Linked DNA regions of Arabidopsis thaliana: region 2 is linked to region 1. The links are chromatin contacts, called in public capture Hi-C maps. All regions are on one chromosome and are shown on one strand. Each heading gives the region's core, a stretch centred on a gene start, on an enhancer-like site or on the middle of the called end of the contact. The rest is flanking DNA. Distances are from core to core; before and after follow the strand shown. Region 1 holds the start of DRM2 (domains rearranged methyltransferase 2). Region 2 holds the start of AO (L-aspartate oxidase).

Evidence for each region. Capture Hi-C pulls out chosen DNA fragments and counts their contacts.
Region 2: a capture Hi-C map of seedling shows a contact between it and region 1, with 1.7 times the contacts expected there. The contact joins the promoter of AO here to the promoter of DRM2 in region 1. A contact is called at or near these places in 8 of 26 Hi-C or Micro-C datasets (callus, cotyledon, leaf and 3 more), 1 of 2 datasets of contacts at active chromatin or transcription factors (shoot) and 2 of 3 other capture datasets (seedling and shoot).

The regions. Positions count from the first base shown.
Region 1 is chr5:4,716,093-4,720,206 of TAIR10.1, forward strand. It overlaps DRM2 (domains rearranged methyltransferase 2), which reads right to left and starts at 2,612. Exons shown (of 10, transcript NM_121466.3): 1 at 2,364-2,612; 2 at 2,153-2,285; 3 at 2,028-2,077; 4 at 1,831-1,930; 5 at 1,706-1,752; 6 at 1,526-1,630; 7 at 1,302-1,398; 8 at 669-766; 9 at 1-582. The coding sequence starts at 2,486. SK13 (shaggy-like kinase 13) reads right to left here. Exons shown (of 13, transcript NM_121468.4): 9 at 4,019-4,069; 10 at 3,781-3,876; 11 at 3,614-3,697; 12 at 3,430-3,532; 13 at 2,902-3,340. The coding sequence ends at 3,258.
Region 2 is chr5:4,766,191-4,769,968 of TAIR10.1, forward strand. It overlaps AO (L-aspartate oxidase), which reads left to right and starts at 2,073. Exons shown (of 8, transcript NM_121480.4): 1 at 2,073-2,552; 2 at 2,926-3,070; 3 at 3,250-3,601; 4 at 3,731-3,778. The coding sequence starts at 2,943.

The DNA.
Region 1 (4,114 bases), core at 1,362-3,861:
AGCTTTGTTTTTACCCACCCAAACCAAATTCCATTTTTTGCACTGGTCAATCACATATCTTTGTACATGCTTAGGCGGTTCTGGTTCTTCATTGTAAGGCTCAAGGGCTACACGAATCCTGTTAGTCAACTGAGCACTACCTGTACAAGTCAAAATGCAATTAAGCTTGGTCCTTTTATCCCATTCTGGCCACCATCTCTTACTCAAAGGAAATGCATCATGGATGGTGTATTTTGGTGGAGGCTGAATCTGAAATCTGTTGTTGATGGGGAGATTGTGGATGTAGCCTCTCTTCCTCGCTGCAACACAGAAATATTTTGAGTCCACAAACTCAGGTGGGATCTCGAACAAGTGCCTGGAAATAGTCTCCCAAACGCCTTTAGGTGTGAGGGCGACATTCTCATAGTAGAAAAAAGGTGGCCCTCGGGCTAACTCTGGAAGCGATCTATGTGTAATGAGTCCGGGCTCGTTTGGAACCCCAAATCCTATCATTGGATTTGGTAGACGAATCGGCTCGTCATCAACAGATGATCTTGGCTCTCCTTTTGACTCAAACCGCCTTTTCTTAATATTATGTCTAGGCTGCATACACCAAATTTCCCAAAATAATCAGTTCCCAAAGGAATTAACTTACAAAAGATAGATTATAAAAAAGGTTTTAACAGTACCTTTTGTTCTTCATGTTCAGTGTAAAACTCACTAAATTCCCTAGCCATTTGAGCAGCACAAAGGAAGTCTGTGAGCTCTGCAATATCCACATTTTCTCCTGAAATTACAATCATATGAGTCTGGATAAGGCAGCAACATACTTAGAGTAAGTAAGAGATATATATTAACATCTGACAACTGTATCATTTAGTGAAATACAATCACAATGCTCAGCAAACACATTTCAAGCCTAAATCACAGAACCAGAGGCTAAAGCCACAATTTGACTATCACATTACACTAAAACTAAGCAATTTGGCTTATGCCACTTCCTCTAGAAGAAACCTGAATAAAAAGGAACTAGTGAACATACAATTTTATCAAGTACTGACAACTTTTATCATTTTGTGAAATACGATCACATTCTCTACAAACATATCTAAGGCGTACATCACAGAACCAGAAGCTAAGACAGAACTAATGACAACTTTCGATTAGTGAAATACAATCAAAATGCTCAGCAAACACATCTAAGGCCTACACCACTAAATCAGAGGCTAAACCAAGCAATTTATACGACGTTGTCTAGAAGAAACCTGAACAAAACGGAACTAAAATTTAATGACAATGGCAATCGTTTAAAATAAAGTTACCACATCTCTCGACAGCTAAAGAAGCTTCAAGCTCTGAGAAACCCATCTTCACCAAAGACCGTATTTTGCTGCCATTTTCATTTGAGTTTGGATCTTTCTGTCATGATTTAAAATAGATTAAGAACGCATAAAATTAGATACATATACAAAATAGCAGTGAGATACATTTACAATTCAAACCTGGGATGCTTAAATATGTTATCACCAACATGAAAGAGTTATACCTCATCATCTGAGTTTAACATATCGGTGTAATTGGTATCATCATCACTTGATGACCAGTCAATGCCATCTTCTTCCTCTACTGCTGCTGGCAGTTTCTTAGCCTCCTACAAACCATCAACGAACTTTAAGTACTATTTTTTTAATGTCAAGAGACAGTATATTTTCGTAACATCGCTTACTGGACAAGAGAGCAATGCATTTGCAATTGCTTCCATATTGTCTTCTCCTGCGATTTATAAAGCAAATATCAGCAAAGTGATAAAGTGTTACTTCTTACTTAAGGAGGAGAGAAATCTGTAAGTACCATGTTCTTGAATGGCTTTGACAACTTTTTCTTCATCAAATCCCATAGCAAGGAAATGATCAATAGCCTTGGACTTGGAAGAACCAGCTTCACAGTCGCTCTTCACAAATAAACAAAGGAGAGGATATGAATACTGTGATGACAGAAGCACATGTAAATGACAAGCAACCCAAGAGATCAAAGTATTAGAAACTCACTGAGTATTTGGAGATAGTATCAATTATAACCGAAGTTTCTACATTTGGTCCTGTATAATTATTGGTATCAAGTTACGGATCATATATATCCAGAAAGGAATACAAACAAGAGAAAAAAGCCTCACCAGTTTCCTTGATCGCTCTAGAAATCATCTCAACAGGAAATCCCATGTCAAACAATGTAGCAAAAACCTCGTCTGAGAAGCCCATCTGAACTAAATCAGTTGTCTCAGTAGGAGAGCTCAAAGAACTAGTTGTCTGAAACAAAACAAAAATTCACATAAGCAATGATTCTGCTTAGGCATAAACTTATGACTGTTGGATTGGATCACTTACCACGGCTACACCAGCTAGATTTTCGACCCTACACTGCATTGCATGTATTGGAGATGACCGTGGAGAAGATTGAAAGTTATCAATCTCCAAAAAATCATCATCATCGTTATTCCAAATCACCATGAGTAATACCCAGAGAATTTTTAGTTTGAGCTACAGATTAAGCAGAAGCGCTCCCGCCGCCGGCAAAGATACTGTCGCCGTTGGTGAGAGAGCTTGTATCGTCGTCAGTTTACTGGAGGAGGAAACCGTGAAACAAAAAGTCGGATGATTCTAAAAAAGAAAAAAACAAATTCAGAGTATTGCAATTTAGTCCCTATTCTTTGTACTACTTCAATAATTAAACTACAATGTTTTTAATTAACTAAATCAATAAACATGAATAAATGACACGTTACGTGACACTTGTGGTGCTTAGAGGCAATTTGCGAAACTAATTTTTATAGTCAATGATAATTCATGTTTAGAGGATATTACCAATTACCGTATTTCGTTTGAGGAAGTGAAATTGGTTAAACTTAAACAAGAAACTCTCGTAAATGACACTTTTACACAGAACATAGGCTTTTTTAAAAATAAGTTTGGCTAAGCTTTGAAGCATGAGCTTTGGATGCATGCAATGACACGTGACGAGCGAGAAGTTTATTTTATAATTTAGTATCCAACATAACTGTAGCGACCGGCGAGTCAAAGACCGTCACATACATTACACTAATCATTGTATGTAATAAAGTACAAAGGTTGTGATAAGACAATAAACAACAAAGATACATGAAAGATGAAAGCTAATGATAATCCTGAGAAGCTATCTCCATTACTTAGAAACGATAAGCATATTATATGCATGTGTACATACACACACACACACATATATATAGAGAGAGAGGAAGAGATTTAGAGAGCGAGGAAGGAACATTGTTTTCGGGCGTGGTCAGGTATAAGCTTGGACAACAACTCTAAACTTGCTCCTTTTAGCTCTACATATTTAACAAGAAGCACACACTTTTAGTCTTTGTTAAAACGGAGCATTGGGAAACAAACAAAAGCATATTTGGAGGAGACAGACCTTGAGGTTTAAAGTTGAAGAGAGGAGGCAAGGCACGACCATTAGGAAGACGTGTATTGGGATCACGTAGCTCATCGAAGAACGGGTGAACTATCGCCTCCATCTACAATAACAAGTAAGTTTGAATCAACCAACCAGATATATCAAACATAATGTTATTATGGTAATCACTTCATTGACTTACAGCGGTTGATCTGAGGTTTGGAGAATACTGGAGAAGTCTTGAGACAAGGTCTACAGCTTCTGGAGGTGTACGCTTATGGAATATCTTAAGAACCAACAACAGATTTTTCAATCGTAAGAATATATGGAGATCAATGTTAAGGAAAAACTGATGATGTGTTTGCTTACTTTGTGCCAAGGATGAGCCTTTATTTGCGGGAATTTGAATTCTGTGTAGTTTGGATTCATGCATTTGATTTCCTCCCGTGTTGGTGTTCCAAGAACCTGTAACACACACAGTAAACAAAATGATGGCAATCAATAGCAGGAAATGGAGCCTCTTCATTCCATATAATCAATGATCCACTCTATGTTCAATATAGCAATGGCTAGGATTATGTGTGTTTGTTTAACCAAATTGAAGTACCTTTATTATCTCAACTAGCTGGTCAACTCCACTCTCACCTGGAAATAGAGGCTAACCAAAAGTTGGACAAGCCAAAGATTGGTAATATATAACTTT
Region 2 (3,778 bases), core at 823-3,322, 50 kb after region 1:
AATTGACTATATCAGTAATCTTATCAGCAATATGACAAACAATAATAATAAGATCCATAATTAATATTTTGCATCCATAACTAAGAATTAGAGTTTTCTGCATACAAAATTCGAATGATCTATTTGGGCATATCACATATCCAATGATACTTGTACATGGTTTTTTTAAAAAAAATATTTCTTCCTAATGAAAGAAAAACAGAGGCAATGATATTTTGATATAGCTGGCACATTTAAAATTCTAGACATATTAAACTCTTAACGCTGGAAGTTGAGGCAATATATAAGAGGGGTAGTAATTTTATATACAACATTTTATTGTCATAACTATATAAGAGGAGTGTGTATTTTTACATATAAATGTTATAATTAATTATGTCGTAGAATGTATGATTGAGGAATTTGATGGACCTAAGTACCTAACACTCATTTATTCACAATCTTATCATTTAATTTTGTTTGATTCTAATATCAGGTTTGATATTCTATACATGGCCAAGGAATTTGTGATTCACAAGTTTACCATCTTTTCAAAATCATGTAATGATTTATGCTACGAACTAAATGATATATTTAAATAGACTTTATTTATGTTAATTATATAATATGATAAATATAGCTAATTCTTATTGATACTAATTATATTGTTGAGGTTCTATCATTAATTTACGTGGTGAAACTGCAATTTGATTTGCGGAAATGATCTTATATCATTAGAAGGAACAACTAGGACACTGCTCTTTTACATATGTGCGAGTTTTACCAATAAGATATTGACTAACTACGAGACGAACATTAGTATTTGCTAATGTGTTTCGCTGATTTTCTAGGTTTTAGTCGTGACGTGAAATTCAGTAAGAAGCACAACGAAATGCCATCGGCTCATGTGTGTGAAAAAATTAAAAATTTATGGGCTGAACAATTCTAATTGCATGATGATTCGGGTTTAATTTAGGCCTCTGGAAAATCCAGGGCTTATTTCCATGCAAAATCTTAGGTCAGTATTGGGCCCGCCTTTCAAAAGCCCAATTTTAATTATTCGTTTTTGTTGTCCGATAAAAAATCCAGAAGAAGTCATCTCTCCCCTTAAAAACGGTAGTCAAAACTAAAAGACTCAAAGTGATTTCCAGTAAGTTTTGTAGAAAATAAAATAATTGTGGCCATTGGAGATTTAGCAAGGCTCATGGAAAAGTGATTGTTCTTTTTTCCCCATGATTCTAGTTATAAGGCCATCCTTGATGCATACATCAACACCATGACTGGTCCAAAATAGCATAGGTCTAAAGATGATGAAGCAAATGATAATCAGTTTATTCCGATAGAAGCAAATGAGGATGTCATCAATTGTGGATGTTATACCTGATTAGTTAAGCAAACCATTAGCACTATGTTTAGTTAGAAAAGAAGGAAATTATGATAGCCATAAAAATGCCAACATTTTCCCTTTTAAATTGCATTCGTGGTTTTTGAAATTTTATTATTTAATTAATTTGTTTTCTTTCAGTTGTCATTTGAATGGTTATCATAATTCGGTCTTATATTATTGATTTTTATTATTCGTTAGGTTTTTTTCAGTTGTCTGATGGAAAATTCAGAAGCCACCACTTACAAATCAAAAGTATAAAAAAAGACTCAAAAGAAGACTCCAAAATCCAAATAGTTTTTCTCCATTTTTTTTTTCTTTTTCCAGAAATTATAGTTATAGAAATAAATAGTTGTGGCCGTTGGAGATTTGCATTGGCCACGAGTCATGGAAAAGTGAATGTTCTTTTTCCATGATTCTTCTAGTCGGTCATGCTTGGTGCATGTATGAACACATATTTAAAGTTCTATACAAGTTGTTAGAATTCTTTTAAATTTAATTTGCTTTATTTATTTTTTTAGTTTTAGTTTTGGAAAATCATGGTCACACATCTTGAGCTACCGTTGTTATTTATATATAAATGTTCTTAATATTAAAAAATTATGAACCACAGGGCTAATAAACTTGAATATTTGTAGGGTCAATGGCTTTATTAATGTGTATATTTGTAGAAGAAAGCTGGGAAATATTCTATAAGTAAATTATCATCTTATACACTAATTTTTTAAAAATCCACGCCTAGTAATAAATTCCAATTTTTTTTAACTCAGTAATAAATTCCATTTTTTATTAAAAGTTTATTTCATAGAAGTACTTTTTTTTTTATGTGATAAAAGAAAAACTGAAGAAGGCCAATGAAAAATGAAGATCCCAAAGACATAAAAAGTGACAAAAGAGAAGAATAAAGAAAGACCAACAACACCACTTGGGGGAGGCTCCCATACACAAAACGAAGGCGCGAATTTCAAGGACTCTTCTCGACGACCAAACCACATAAAACACTCTTACCAGAATTTGTGTTGTCTTCGTTCATTTCCTTCTCCTCTTCTTCTTCTTCTTCGTCGTAATTTTGATTGTTTCTTTGCGAAAAGTCGTTTTTTTAATCAAGTCTGAATCACGTTTTATTGATCTACACTCGCGTGGGTTCTCCGTTTCGTGCTTAGATCAGAGAGCTCCCTCCCGTGATTCCGTAAGATTTCTGCGTTTCTCATTACTTGGTTTCATTTCAACGTAGATTCTGAATTTTGTGTGATCTAGTCTACACATTTTTTTTTAATTCTTTCCTCTGCTCCTAAATTCCAGAATTCAGACAACGGTTGCGATATTTCTTATGTCTTTTTTTCTATCGTTGTTCATTTCAGAAGTTTCGATATAAAAAAGGTTATTGTTGGATTTTGAGTAACACATTGTCCTCAATTCTCATCGTTCTTCAATCAAATTTTGGATTTTGAGCATCATGGATGATGGATCTATGCATTTTGATTTTATATTGTACAGAAAGAATGTTTCTTGTTTTGTTTTGATGATGTTTTCTTATGACAACAATCTTCATGTTTTTGTAGGAGCTTTAAGGTCGGAAATGGCGGCTCATGTTTCTACTGGAAACATTCATAATTTCTATCTTGCGGGGCAGGTTTACAGGGGACAAGCTTTTTCATGGAGTTCTGCTTCTACTTTCATGGCAAATCCATTCAAAGAGCCCTCTTGGTATCACTTCTTTTAATCTTTAATCCCAAATTTTGTCCCTTTTGTGTAGCAATTGGCATTTTGAGGTTCATGTTTCTCATTTATGATTTTGCTCTTTGTTCTCATGTAGAACTTTAACTAGTTAGACCTATAGTTTCTCATGCTGGACTCAAACTTTTATAATCTCTGTGTGCATATAGGTCAAGTGGGGTATTTAAGGCTCTAAAAGCTGAGAGATGTGGTTGTTACTCTCGTGGTATTTCCCCCATCAGTGAGACCTCAAAACCTATCAGGGCTGTTTCGGTATCTTCTTCAACAAAGTATTATGATTTCACTGTGATTGGTAGTGGAGTAGCGGGTCTGCGTTATGCTTTAGAAGTTGCAAAGCAAGGAACAGTCGCAGTGATTACCAAAGATGAGCCTCATGAGAGTAACACAAACTATGCTCAAGGTGGTGTTAGTGCTGTGTTATGCCCTTTGGATTCTGTTGAAAGTCATATGCGGGACACTATGGTCGCTGGTGCTCATCTTTGTGATGAAGAAACCGTAAGAGTAAGTTCCCTTTGTTGCTGATCATTACCTCAAAACTGTTTGATAAGTGCTTGTGTTAGTCTCGTGCATAAGCATTTTGTAATGGTCTAAACCTGTCTCACTTTTCTGTATCTGAATGTTCTTTTTCAGGTTGTGTGTACTGAAGGGCCTGAAAGGATTCGTGAACTGATTGCAATG